Regions from separate parts of the Muntiacus reevesi genome. Here regions 1 and 3 are each linked to region 2. A link is a contact called in public Hi-C data. All regions are on one chromosome and are shown on one strand. The core of a region is the stretch at or near the end of the contact, and the rest is flanking DNA. Distances in the headings are between cores, read along the strand shown. Region 1 holds the start of FBXO9 (F-box protein 9). Region 2 holds the start of TMEM14A (transmembrane protein 14A). Region 3 holds the start of EFHC1 (EF-hand domain containing 1).

Region 1 (4,803 bases), core at 1,921-4,420, 220 kb before region 2:
TAATACTGTAGAATAAACTATTTCACTGGTCTCCAGCTTAAAATGTTTGGTAGGTGGTTTAAAAGAACACTTTGTTTCAGAAAGTAACAGTTAGTGGCAGTACAGAGTTCAACAAAATAGCTTTTGTTTCCTGGGTCATTTAAAAGAGGATATATAGCCCTCCAATATTTTGATCATCTGAGGCAAAGAGCCAACTCATTGGAAAAGATGGATGCTGGGAAAGATTGAGGGCAGAAGGAGAAGAGGGCATGAGAGGATGAGACAGCTGGATGGCATCACTGACGCAATGGACATGAACTTGGGCAAACTCCAGGAGATGGTGAAGGACAGGGAGGCCTGGCATGCTGCAGTCCATGGGGTCGCGAAGAGTCAGACACCACTGGGTGACTGAACATATAGCCCATATATGATTGTCTTTTCTTTATATAAACGAGAATGTTACTGATGTGTGAATGACTTTAATATCTTAAATGTACTAGAAAAACTCATTAAAATCAAAGAGATGTTAACAGTGAAGGTTTTTGTAAAGAAGTCCCTTCCTTTTTTGAAAAATAAATCCAGGTTTTTTATACACTGGATTGACTTAAAGTGGAATAAAGGGCTGGAATTACTGTGCATGGCTTAGGACTTAATAGAGGCCCCAGGCCAGTATCCTTCCAATTTTATCCTTTTAGTCTCCATAAACGTCTGCTAAATAAAACTGAATCCTACCTTCCACTGAAAATGAAATGCTGCCCGGGTGCAGTCTGTTACCTAACACACCTCTTGGCAAATAAGACTTGCTCAACACTTTAAGTGTTCAATCCTATAAAGAAATGCTGCAATCAGGGAAGTGATCTAGAAGGTTAGTTAGAAATAAAAAGAATACCATCTATTTAATGTTACTCATTCCAAACACAGTAAATTTTACAGTTGACCTTTGGGTTCTAATTTGCTCCTGGGACTAAGATGCTTGTATTAGCACCTATCTTTGAGCACAGCAATGAGATACACTTGCACTACTTCACAGCACAACACAAATAAGCTTGGCTTCCCATCTTATCTCTTGCAAGCAGACTTACGACAGAGGGGCCTGGAAGAGGCGAACTAGCTAGTATATGCTAAAGTGCTTGGCACTCTGGGAAGGCTGAGTCGGTGAAGAAATAAACAAGAAAGGCCAGAGACTCAGATGAACTTCCAGAAAACTGGAAAATATAAGTACTGTCAAAAACATTTTTTTAGTCTCTTTTAAGCTGAGAACTTTTTCTACTAAGAACATCACTAATGCAAATTACACAACAAAAGAGTTTGAATTTATACATCTAACAAGTGTATTTCTCTCCCAAATAAGGGTCTGCTTTATTACTGTAAACTTTAAGGACAGCTGATGGAAGGGGACCTTAGTCCCTGGTGTATCTCAGTAACTCAGCCTCCACCTCTAACTCAACAGTCCTCCCAAACTGACCTCAAGAGCTCCCCCTGCTCTCTCTACCGCCGCCCCCCCCACCCCCCCAATTTCTGCACATGCTACTTCTCTCAGCATCTGGAATGCCAGTGTCCTCCTCCTCCCTCTTGGACACTGCTGCTCATCCTTCAGGACTCAGCTCAGGGTCTACCTTAGTAGGAAACATTTTCTGACCCCTTTACTTGCCTCTTCTGTTTTCCTATACACTTGTGCTGGTATCACAGCACTGAAGACTTTTTGTTGAGATTTCATCTCTTTCACTAGAATTAGTGCATTGGCAACAAGATCTGGGGTCTGGCACTATGCCAGGCGATAAGTGCTCAAAAAATTGGCTGAATTAACAAATAAAATGCCATGAAAATATATAATGCATAGCTCAAGGATGAGGTAAGGAGACAGGAAATGGATAATATAGACAGAATCTTTCATCTTCCTCGAGTTGTGTTATAATAGAGCTCTAATCCACTGTGACTTTGATTTTGACAGTATGACAAAAACAAATTTGGGGTTTTACCGCATTTTTCAACTCAAATACCACTTGAAATAAGTAGGTCTTCGGCTGTCATGCAGAGATATTCAGTTTGTTTTACATAATTGAGTTTGACTTAACACCACTTTTCACCAGAGTAGCTCATGTGTTCATCATTTTACTGTTTCACAGATGGGATTAATACCCAAAGTTAAGTGCTTAATCCTGGTCAGAGAACTATCTCTAAAAGTTTAGAAGCAGAGTTAATTAGTGTTTTTATACTCTCCAAATTGACTTCATAAACTCATTCAACCATTCATACATTCCTAAACACTTGGGTGTCTACTATAAACTAATGAGCTTGGTATCATTTCGCTCTTGAAGATTCAACTTGGCCATAGTTAAGTTTCTCACATCGACAATTTATTGGGAGCCAAAGCAAAGTAACAGGGGGCAGAGAGTACCCTTGCCAGCACGCAATAGCTCCATGGAACCTGCGTTGTCAACTTCTAGAGCTTTTCAGTCTCTCCACTTGGACCACTCGGGCTTTCATGGCCGTGAAATGCGACAGAATCCCTCAAACCGCCGGCCAAAACCCTGCCCTAGGCACAGCCGCGTCCTGGGGCAGGTGCGTCCTAAACTCAAGACGCCTTAAAAGGCCAGAATGGCGGCTCGCTGGGCAGGTTTTGTTTTTGGGTTTCTTGCGGGGAGACACGGCGATCAACAAGTGCCTTCACTTGCCAAAGCTCCCTCCCGATTTCAGATACTGCGACGGCTCACCTCAATCTACGCTCGCTGCTTTTAATAAAGGAAAGAGATTGGTTCAATGTCCTCAGCAGGCCGAAGAGAGGCATTTTTCTCGGCCGTCCAGCAATCCCTCTCTGCTAACCTGGAGCCCCCAGCTTGGGGGGTGGGGTGGAGGGGAAGGGTGCGGGGGTGCTCCTCAGGAAGTAACTCCAGGAATCTGGCAAGGCTGCCACCATCCTCTCCCTCAGACGAGGACCCCAGGATGGTGGTAGCCTTGCAGACCCCACCCCTCAAAGGTTCCTCCTCCCCACTCCCCTCCGCAGGCCCGGGTCCTCCCGTCCGCCGCCCGCCCGAGCCCCTCGGCGCTTTACCATGCTGGCTGGCCGGCCGGCCGCGGCCGAGGGGCTCTCGGCGCCCCCTCGGCACCGCCCCCGCGAGGAGGTGCGCTGCGAGTCCGGTGTCTACTCCTGCCGTCTGCTGCAGCGGGGCTTAGCAGAGTTCTCGGTCGGAGAAGCGCACCAGGCAGCGGCAGTAACTGCGGGCCCGGCGTACGGCAGCCATCTTCGCGGGGCAGAGGGCCAGATCGCGGCGCGCTGGGGCGGCGGCCGGGGACTCGCGGAGCGCAGGGACGCCGAGTGCCCGCCGAGGCCAAGGACTCTGCGCGAACGGGAGCGCCGGCCCTGCTGGAAACCCCGGACGCCGCAGCGGAGCTGCTCGTCTGCCGCGGAAACCTGCGCCGGCGCGGCGAGCATGCGCACTGCCGAGCCGCCGTCGCCCGGCTCCGCGGCCCCCTCGCTGCCCGGTGGATAGCCGAGGGACATTCGCTTGGTTTGCGCACGAGGCACAGCCCAGGAGGGACATCGGGTGTCCGAAAGTCAAACTCGACCTAGTGTTCGGCTCAGTGAACTTATGCAAACTTGAACAGCCGTTAACTCAAACTTAGAGTTAAGACCCTCAGGCAAGCGGTCCTAAGGCATCGAATTGGGTGCTCGGGGTGGTCGCTACACGGTTCTCGGCGACAGTGGCTAGAATCCCAACCCAGGACCGCAAACAGTGGAATTCCACTATCGTAAGTCCGTCATAATTACTAAGCTTCTCAAAAACACGGTTCTGGAGGTTGAGAAAAAGAGGCGCTCAGGAGAAAAGCCCGAGAGAAAACTTAGCCCCCCATTCCCCGCAACGCACGTCGCACTGCAAACCCCATCATGCAACGCAAGGAGGACGTTGGGGCTCTCCGGCCCCGATAGTTCGCGGCGACGGCTCCCGCGGCACAGTGGGATTTGTAGTCAGCCATTCCACGTAGAGCGCCGGTACTCGCACGCTGTTCTGGCCCCGCCTCTTAAAGCCCAAACACCTGATTTCACTTCCGCAGACGGCATTCGGGTTTGGCTGGCGGTATATTACTTTTCCACACTTGACTTTGTTTTAAATACTGACTTTGGCATGCTATGTGTAAACCTAGCCTTGGAGCTTCTTACCTTCTTTCAGCAAACATTTATGGAGTTTCTGAGATTTCTACTAGGTGTGGGGTACTAATAGTCACCAGGTTTCCAAGCCCTACTCGTGATTCCACGAATTCACAAGAGTTTAAATCTCTTATCCGTTATTTTATTCTGTTTATTTAGATCTTAGTAATGCAGTACATTTTTCTGCAGAAAAACAGAGGCAGAAAAAAAGAAAGGGAGGGGTGCAGAATGGTGAGCTACATTATGGAAGCCACAACTACTATCTTTTAATGTTAGGATCCATCGTTCTGGTGGGTATGTTTTCATTTGCCTCCTAAGTCAGCTACCTGTAAAAAGTATATTCTTATTTAAAGGAGACTAAAAGTTTACCAGTTTTTAGTTTTTAAAGGAGACTCTAGGGCTTAGGTCTTTTAATGATGATTTTCCTCCCAATGACGTCTTGTAAATCATATTTTGAAATTAAAACGGGAGAAAGACTAGATGTAGTCTAGAAGTAGAAGGAAATGCTGTATTTGATTCATGAATACAAAAGATCGGTTTTGCAAATGAGGACTGAATATTGAAATATTTTCAGAACTAGTCTATTTCATTAAACTGGTTGAATGCTCATAACAGATTATATCTATTATTCTATTCTAGTAAATAATAAAGTTTAATAAAACAATAATTAGTATTTG
Region 2 (4,634 bases), core at 395-2,894:
AGGCAGAAGAGAGACGCCTACGAAAGCCTAGTGGCATGAGACAGCATGGCATGGTTTTAAAACGGAGAGAAGTGCAAGCGGTGTAAAAAGACGGGGTGCAGGTGAGCAAGGGCCAGACGACTCCTGGACCCCTATAAAGGGGGTCTGGTGAAGGTGGGCTGCGGGTCTGAAGCAGTAAGCCAAGCAAGAGATGATGGTGGTCTGGCCTGGAGAAATGAAAGTGGAGTGAGGTGGACAGGTCAGGTGGTTGAATCAACAAACCCAGGGTGTGTGTGTGGGGGGGGGGGGGTGGTTGTCAGGGAAGGGATGAATCTCTGGCTTGGACCACTAGTGGGGAGAAGAGCCTTGCTATTGTTTCCTGAGACAGGGAAACATGTTCAGTCTAAGATGATCAAGACACAGTCAGGAAACACCCTTACATACAGAGGTGAAGTTATGAGAGAAATCACTTATCATCAGGTGGTAACAGGAACCTAATTTTTTCCTTAAGTCAATCACCTGCTGTGGAAGGCTGTTTCCTTTTCCCTCCTCTGAGCCCCCAGCCCCACCCCAGTTTTTCCTCTGACCCTCTCCTGGGCCCCTGATGCAGAGTCACTTCGGTTGACCTTCTCTCTCCTCCACACCAGTCAAGCTCCTTCAAGACTAAACTCAGGAATAATTTCTGCCTTAAGATACTCTGTAACTGACCTACCCTAGCATAGCTCTATTGCCAGGAAAAATCCCTTCATCTCCTTAGTGAACTGAGTGTTCTAAGGAGGCAAAAGAAATCTATTCTCAGCTCTTGTAAGGTTTTACAGCGAAAATCCAAGCAAAAGGCAATTCGCCCTGTCGCTCCTTTTCCGTTGCAGGACCGTTTGATTTGCTCAGAATTACACAAGAAAGCCAGAGGCTGCGTTAACAAGGCGGGGACGGGAATGAGGATGGTGTGGGCGACGCATCAAGTGCTCCCATCGCAAATGCAAAGCCCAGCCCTTGGAAAAGCCAGAAAGCATATTGGGTGCAATGCAGCAAAATGATTTACTGCACAGCGCACAAAACTAGGTGACAGGGCCCTGCCTTGTCCCTAGCCCTCCAAAATTTGGAGAACCCACTAAGAGATCTCCCTAAGCTATTATATAAAAACCATTTGCATATGCTAAGTATCAATAATTACCTACCTTTGAACTCCTTGGGGGCTCGAAAGACTTTCGAGTGCAGTCTGAATGGTGCTTGGAAGGTTTGAAACCTTACCATGCATTTCTGCGTTGATCCAAGGGCCCCACCCCCTTCTCCATCTCTCCCTAGCTCCGAGAAGGGAGGAGGGAGGACAGGTAGGAGATTCAGGACCTTGGAAGGAAGAAATTGGGGGACTTCCCAGAAAAAGGAGAGAAGCGATACCCGGAAGAGGAGACGCCACCCCCTGCAAAATCTTCCCAAGTTTCTCGGCATCGTTATCTGCCTGTTTCTGCACCTTTGCATGAAAATTACGGGCAGAAAGATCTTGAGGTACAGCTAGATGTACAGCTCACCTGCAGCCTCAAGCTTTCCCCGCGGGTGAAAAGAAAAAAGTTGGGAGCCAGCTACAGGAAAACTTCGTACCTGGAACCGAAAAGCTAAGCTCACCGCCAGCGCCTTCCCACTGAGAGCTCACCTCCCAGCACTGGGCGGGGCTGCTGGTTCCAGGAAGCACCGGCCCCTCCCCCTCACGCGCATGCGCTGCATCCCTTCCTCCGCAGCTCGGTCCTACCCGGTCGGTTCCCTCCCGGCGCAGCGGAGGTTGTTACTTGCCTGTACCACCTGCATTGCCGGCGCTCTAGCATCCCAGGCGGCGGCCACACTTGGTCACTCGCTCGGGACCCGGCCACTCGCTCCGGCGCCAGGCTTTCGGGTCTGGCCCTGATCCTGGGACTGGAGTCTGCTGCCCCCTGCTGGACGGAGCGAGACTGGGCGTGGACCTGGGTATAACGGGGATTCCAGAGAGCAAACGATTTTTAACCAGAGAAGAGATTCCTTCATTTAAGGGGCGTTTGTGGGGCCTCTCCAGCAGGCCTTTTACGTACTCTCCAGCAGATTGACCCCATTTTCAGCGGAGGGAGCTAAAGTTCGGAGAGGCGGAGGAGTTTTCCACAGACTTAACTCCTAAGTGGGGTGCAAAGGTTAGAACCCGAGTTGGTCTGGTTTCAAAGCCTGAGCACCCTTCAGTATATCGCACCATCTACGACGTTATCTAGATGTGGTGCGGAGACCAGCATCCTGGTAAAAGCCAGGATTTGCTGGGCTTAAGTACCTGAAGGGACCAGGTACAGAGTGCCAGAACTGAAAGGCACTAAATCATGTCTAATTCCAGAATAACGCATTCCCAGGGATAAACCTGTGAGTCCTGCCTCCAGGCTACAACTTCTCACCTCACTCCAGTTTTGCCTTCCAGGCCACTGCCAGTAACTCCAACCCTCTTCCTTATATAATAGCTCTTCAGATTTGAAGAAGGCTGTCATCTAGGCTGTCGCTCTGTCGTGTCCGACTCTTTTCGACCCTATAGACTGTAGCCCGCCAGCCTCCTCTGTAAGTGGAATTCTCCAGGCCAGAATACTAGAGTGGGTTGCCCTTCCCGTCTCCAGGGGATCTTCCCAACCCAGAGATCGAACCCAGGTCACCCGCATTGCAGGCAGATTCTTTACCGTCTGAGCCACCAGGGAAGCGTCATCTAGGGTTCATCAAGCAGCTCTAGGGATGCCGCGGGACTGGGAATAATAGGATCTCTTTAAAAAAAAAAAAAAAAAAAAAAAAAAAAACTAAGAATATAAATTAAACCTTGTGAAATTTGTTTGCTGAATCTACTCCTTGTGTTTAAAAGTGCTTCAAGGAAGCAGTGTGACTATATCTAACATCTGAGAAGTGTTAAGGTGGGCCGAGGGAGTTAACAGGGTTCTGGGAGAGGCATAGGAGAGTTGATGGCTGGCGCTGGAATGTGAATGGAGAGTGGTATCCTGGGGTTTGGTGCTGAGTTCTTCCAGCTCTCCTCATCCCCTTCTATACCCATCCTTAGCCCAGTGCACGTTGGAATCCTTGTGCATGTGTTCTCCCACACATGTGCACGCCCATGTGTGTGTGTCTCTTTTCCTTCCTCCCTCCTTCCCTTTTTCTCTCTCCCAAGACTTCCAGGACACTTTCTCTATCCAGAATAAAACCAAGAACTTTGGGATACCTCAGTTATCTTTAACTAACATGATCACCCTCCTCAAGTAAGTAATTACCCCTGAACCCCAGAGCCTGGATTTATGATGCTGAGATCCCTTCCAGCCCTGTCACTGAGGTCTTAGAGGCTGGAAGCATGATATTCCTACTCAAGTTATTTTCATCTAAAAAAAAGAGCAACATGAACAACATGTGGGAACAGGAAAGTTCTTAGGCAAAGGGGCCACAGTCCTCTCAACTTACATGCCACCAACTGCCACCTACTTCATCTAATGGGAAGATTAGAGCCCAAGGTAAGGGTGCAGCAAAATCTATTCACCTCTGCCTTTTTTGTAAAGCTGTCTGCTCATTATCCACAGCAGATTCTTAACTTTCAATGTGCCACCACTCCTGGAGAAACGTACAAGATAAAATGCACAGGATTGCCAGGGAAGCCAGTTTTATTGAAATAAGGTTATCCAAAGAAGGAAAGTTATTAAAGTAGTAAACCTTTAAATCTGTGCCAAAGATGTGCTTCATTATTAAATCATGGGCTCTAGGAGTGGGTATAAAAATGACTGTAACTTCTAAGTAGTGGTGCATACAACAATACTTTGAGGTATCTGTAACATGTGAATATCTGTAATTTGTGGGGATGACACAGTCACAGGTACCAGTGCTACTTGGTTTGCTGCCTATTTTCCTAATGGAAACAAATGTTAAATTTCAGTCAAAGGTTGGTGAACACAGAAACTTCTTTTTCCCATCCAGGTTCTCCAATTCCTGATTTCTATCCTCAGGCCCCTTTGGATCTGCAGAACTCCCAGTCCCCAGTAATGCAGGGTTTCCTAAGTTGTATTTGGTGGATGTGAAGGAAAAGAAGGGCAAGGCTGAGAGCCCGAATGACTTGCAGATGGCCTGCTCAGGCAGGACCTCCAAGGACATTTGCACATCAGTAAGTGCTCTGTGATCCTGAGCCTGGTCCTCATTTTCTTTTCTTTTCTTTTTTTTTTTAGCCTGGTCCTCATTTTCAAATGTGCAGAAACTCAGTTTGTATCCTTTCTTCCAGGGACATCCTGGCTTTGGGAGATTCATTCATAGAAACCAACATCACAAGGGACTAGTTGATTTTTAAACAAAGAACAAACCCTCTGTCAGGTCCTTGATTCTCTTCTTCTTCCAGATCCCATGTGGTTACTTATCATTTAGGCCTCTCTCTGCTCAGCAGTCAAACAAATTTTGAACAAGCATCTCAATACATGTGTATCATGTATCTCTAAAGTAGACACATTGTGGATATTTTAAATACAAATATATAAATAAGATACATAAAGTAAAACTTTAAAAGGAAACTATGAATAAGATTAAACAGGTATTTCCCATATTTAAAAGATGACATATTTCTGTCCCAAGATACAGTAGAATAGTTTCATTCTTTCTGTCTTCTTTTCCAATAATACTTTTCTGAGTTGCTTGCAGCC
Region 3 (4,991 bases), core at 634-3,133, 200 kb after region 2:
GAGAAAATGACAGAAAGCTCGCCTAATGGGCTATTAAAATACTGGTTTTGAAGATCATGTGGCAATCTGGGGGAAATGTTTATGATTTAATAAGCCCAGAAAAGCAGTTTATAAAATTATGCATGTACTACAATTACAAGCATGCAAGCATGTGCACAAAAAGACTGCTTTGGAGAATGTTCTCTGTTCTATACATTTCTGAATTATGTTGTTCTTTTTTACAATCAACACATTCTTTTTGAAAACTGGAAGAAAACCAAAAGATTATATAAAAAAGAAAAAAGTGAAAAGGAAATATTTTTGAAGGAAGGAGATCAAAACAGTGGCACAGAGACCCAGCCTCCCCACCACTCCACAAAGATCAGTGGTCGGACAGCTATCCACAAACAAGAGCTCTGGAAGAGGTCCATGTAGGAGGTTTCAGCAACACAGTGGGATTAAAAAAACCAAGAATATTCATACAGGAAGAGAAGGAAGACTACCTCATTTTGTCTGCCTTATCCCATTCTCCGAACCAGCACTGTTCAGTGCCAGGAGACAACTTCCCCTCAACAGGAAAGGAAGAGCCAAGTGAGCAGTCAGTCTCCAGTTTTTTTTACCTTACCTTTATGACCAAGGAGAGGAACTTATAGTTTAAATTGTTAAACTACAAAAATATAAATGATTATTGTTTCATCTTTGAAAATCAGTCTATTGAATCTTAATGCTGACCTTCCAACACATATTTCAGCAACCCTGAAATTTCAGTATTAAAATCATAATTTTGTCAAGGGCTAAACTGTGTCAGAGGGGAAAAAAAACAAACACAAGTCTATTTTTTTTTCTCTTCAGTTTTGTCTAGAGGATACAACTAAAAACACTTAAGGTAGGGGAGGAGTGAAACAAAATCCAAACAGCAATTTTTTATAAAAATGTTAAAAGGGAAAAGGGCTAGAGGAAGAAAAAACAAGAACACATCAATTGTGGCAGAGGGAACTAAAGCGCAATTTTCTCCCATAAATCACCTGAGGATGGTTTGGGAGGAAGTTGGCCAAGTGTTGAAAATTTAACTTTACGAGCAAGAGCATTTGGGGGAAAAAAGATTAAACAAGACTGCAGAAAAAGTCGAAGTGCTGGACAGAAAAGGAGATAGGGCTTCGTAGAAGCATAAATGAGACCGCGGCAAAGCACCTGGCAGAAAGAAGCCAACAGGTGGAAATGGAGTTGGGAGTGGGAGCGATTACTGGGTCTAGGATTCAGAAGAGGAAAAATGCGGGCGGCAATGATGGGCTTGCGGAGAGTGGGTGGGATCGGGCTGTGGAAATAAGGACGAAGGCGTGTAGAGGTTGAGTCGGGGAAGAGGCCCAGGTTGAGGGAAGAAGAGTTTAAGGATGGACCTGGGCAGGAGAGGTACGCAGAAGGGAGAATGAGCTAGAGAGAAGGCCGAGGGAGCTCGGGAACCAGGTGGGGAAAACCAGCAAGAGCAGCGCAGCAAGGAAGAACGCTGGGAGGCCAACAGACTGCCAGGATGGAGTGGAAAAACCAGAGAGGGATGGGCTGGGAGCAAACTGGGGAAAGAGGGTGAGGTCGGGTGTGGTGGTGGTGGGGAGAACAGAGTTGGGGGCAGAAAGAGGGTTTGAAGGGGAAAACGACAAACTCGCGTCGACGAGAAGAGACGCAACCTGCTGCGAGCCCTCCGAGGCTGCCAGGAGGTGGGGTCAGGGGGTTGGCCGGAGAAGTCCTCACCGTTAAGTCCTTAAAGGACGTGCCTGGGAGAAAAGGCAGGCCATGCACTGGGTTAGACACCATTGCGGCCGCTCCCGCCGCCGCCACCCGGGTCGGGTTTGGTCCTCCCGCGTTGCCAGGGGGACCAGCGGCGTTCTGGGCGGCCCGGCAGCTCCATGGTAACGCCAAACACGCCGAGCGCTCGCGGAAGAGGGGCGGGGCCTGAGACGCAGGCGTGCCCGGCCCGCGCGTGCGCAGCCCGTGGACTAGACGTTCTCGCGGGAGTGTGGCCGAGGGGAGCTAGCCCCGCCCCGCGCAGTCACGTGAGAACGCGGGGCGGGAGGAGGTGGTTGTAGGATGACGTGATGGTTCTCCCCTTGAGGGCTTGGGTTCCGGGCGGGGCCTTAGATCAGTTACAGGGGAAGGGGCGGTCCTTCCTTCGCTCCACCCCAGTCCTCACCTCGCCCCGCCCGCTCGCTCTTCCACCTGTGGGAAAAAGGCTCTTGTCCCAGTTCACACGGAAGTGTCACTGGTTGGTTCCGGTTGAAAGTGTTACTTCTCCCGAACCCGTGCTTCCCTGGGCCCAGGGACTGAGAATTATTCATGATTGTATTTCTGTTGTTCAAGGATGTTCAATAAACAAAAGCAACTGACTGGTGCCTAATCCTCCAACTACCGCATTCAAGTTTTTTCCTACTTTACCTTTCTGAAGGAAATGGCAATCCACTCCAGTATTCTTGCCTGGAGAATCCCATGGACAGAGGGGCCTGGCGGGCTACATACAGTCCCTGGGGTCGCCAAGAGTCGGACACGACTGAGCGACTAAGCGCAGCACATGTACTCCTACATCCTCCTTCACAGGCCTTGGTGGATGGACCACCCCATCCCCCATCCATCTTACACATTCACCGCAGGACACTCAATATTTGTTGACTGGAGAGCTACAAGGCGCTCCTGTCGATTCTCCGAGTCTCTAGTATCCACTACCTACAGTTGCAATAAAAAGTTAAGACCCATGAGGGGAAATACATATTCCAAGAAAAATTTGTCATAGGAGAAAAGCAAATAAGTGCAGTGATAAATTGTCAAAACCGTCAGTACTCTTTTTACAAAACTTGTTTACATTATTATCCCTTAAAAAATGTAATACTGTTCTTGAAACATCTTCAAGAAAGAAAAAACAAGCTATCGGCAGCGCTAAGGAGCTTAAAAAGAAAAACAAAACCCAGATGTCTGGACATTGGATTCACTGGGTTTGAAATGGGGCCCAGGCATCGGATTTTTATAACAGCTGTTTCTGAGAATGAGCCAGTTTAACGGAGTGCGATAGAGTAGGAAGCTTCACGCCAAAGGCATCCATGTCATGGGTGGTTTACTGCCAGTACAGACAAAGGCTTTAGTTTTGCTGCTGCTTGTCAGAGCAAATCCCCCTGATGGGTTTCACTAACAGGCATAAACCTCAGGGGGCCCAGGACATCAATCCAGTAATGGCATGTGAAGTAGTTATTGGTGGCTGTCTCCACACCTTGCCCAAAGAGTTTCTTTTCTGATAACACTTGCTCTCCCCTAACTACTTCTATTTCCCATTTTTGTCCCCCACTCCTTTTTTCACCTTTCCAGATTTTTTATTTTTTATTGGTGTAGTGCCCTAGTGTAGGTGTTTAATACATTTTTTGAATCAATGCATTGTAATGATACTAAAGACTTTAAAAGTATCTGTCTATTACATTTTATCTTAGCCACTGACCTAGAAGGGCAGTGTGGACAAAGGATGTCACCTTATCAGTAAATAAAAAGATGTTGCAGCCATTAAGCCATGAGTCACAGAAGTCATCCACAACTGTGCATACTGAGGGGATTTAGGATGGAGAAAAGCAGAATACTGGTCCTGGATGGTAAGATGCCTATCAAAGGAATGAGTTCAGTGAGCCCAGACTCCTGCATCTTCTCATACAAAGAAAATCACTCATTCATTAACTTGAGATGTCTGGTTTTCTTTAATTAACAGTAATTTTTTTATGTTCTGACCACCTGTTTTTTGTTGCAAAAGCTCCTGGCTCCTCCCTTACCTCTTTATGGTAGTTGTTTGGAGCTGAGAGACTGTCTTCCTGGTTTGAGTCCTCAAAAAGGCCACTGAATAAAACATAATTCTCAACTTTTAGGTTTTGCTTTTTTTTCATTTGACAGAAGTCAGCCACTGGGAAAATATTTCAAGATGGCAAGTTCAGCCTCAGAGTCACTGGACACTATGATCCTTGCTGACTCTTCATGATAAACTTACACTGTTCCTAGTTATACGATCCATCCGCGCACCTCCCCCCCCCCCACCCTTTCTCTCAATTAAAGTAAATCCATGGCCTTAGGATACACTTGGAAAAGCCCCCCTGGACTCATTGTAGAGTTGCACTGGGGTCTGTATTCCCTGGGCTGGTAGGAAAAGAGCCCAAAGACTTGAAACAGTGAGTCCTTCCTAAGTTTCTTGTCCTTTATGGCATCTATTCCTATTGGGGCAGTGCCTTCTGGTCAAAGGCCTTTCTTTTCCAGAAGGGCACACTATGATACCCTTAATAGAGTGTTTCAACTACTTTCAGACCTAGACATGCATGGTGAAGGAAACTTCTCTTGGTCTGTGGCCTCATAAGGAGGCCTCTGAGGAGGTGAAGCCAGGCAGTATTGCAACTGTGCTAAGCACAGGTCCGTGTCTGTGAAGAAGGTTGGGGGGAGTAGGTAAGACAGGGCTTCAGAAAACTGCATGAAACCTGAGAAGGGGGGTGTGATTAAGAGTTTACATCCCGTTTCTCCTAAACATGATGAATCAGCATGGATTGCATTCACCATTTCTCACCTTGTGGAATATACAAGAGAGGGCCGGAGCCTGACCATCCCAGGCAGCTAAAGAGCAAAGTGCCGTGTTAGGAAGGCTGAACATAAAGCCTGGACTCAGAAGGCCATAGGGACGTTGCATGACCTTAGAGGGTGCTATGAAACTTGGGGGGTGGAAAAATTAGGGAATATCAGACTTCCAGGAGGCCGAAGCTGATAGAGGGCCTCTTGGGCAGGATGACATCTCTCAGGGACTCTTGATGGGAGAGGTCGGACAGCAGAGCCTGCAAGCAGTTGCCTAAATAAATCTCCTTTTCCAGCATTTTGGCCAGAGTTGGCTTTTACCCAGAGTTTGTTTACAATTCTGGGACATCGTTATTTTTTAGTACCTTAACATCACAGAATTAATATTCAGCCGGCTTTATGCAATAACTGTGATGCACTACAGCCCTCTGCTGGATAAA

Evidence for each region. A called contact is a pair of places that touch in the nucleus more often than the background predicts.
Region 1: a contact with region 2 is called in a Hi-C map of blood, with 5 times the contacts expected there. The contact joins the promoter of FBXO9 here to the promoter of TMEM14A in region 2. A contact is called at or near these places in 2 of 3 Hi-C or Micro-C datasets (blood and muscle).
Region 3: a contact with region 2 is called in a Hi-C map of muscle, with 7 times the contacts expected there. The contact joins the promoter of EFHC1 here to the promoter of TMEM14A in region 2. A contact is called at or near these places in 2 of 3 Hi-C or Micro-C datasets (blood and muscle).

The regions. Positions count from the first base shown.
Region 1 is chr20:26,365,482-26,370,284 of mMunRee1.1, reverse strand. FBXO9 (F-box protein 9) reads right to left here and starts at 3,170. Exons shown (of 14, transcript XM_065913184.1): 1 at 3,032-3,170. The coding sequence starts at 3,034. It overlaps LOC136151782, which reads left to right and starts at 3,428. Exons shown (of 2, transcript XM_065913191.1): 1 at 3,428-3,729.
Region 2 is chr20:26,145,967-26,150,600 of mMunRee1.1, reverse strand. TMEM14A (transmembrane protein 14A) reads right to left here and starts at 1,644. Exons shown (of 6, transcript XM_065913097.1): 1 at 1,509-1,644.
Region 3 is chr20:25,941,317-25,946,307 of mMunRee1.1, reverse strand. EFHC1 (EF-hand domain containing 1) reads right to left here and starts at 1,883. Exons shown (of 11, transcript XM_065912098.1): 1 at 1,726-1,883. The coding sequence starts at 1,788.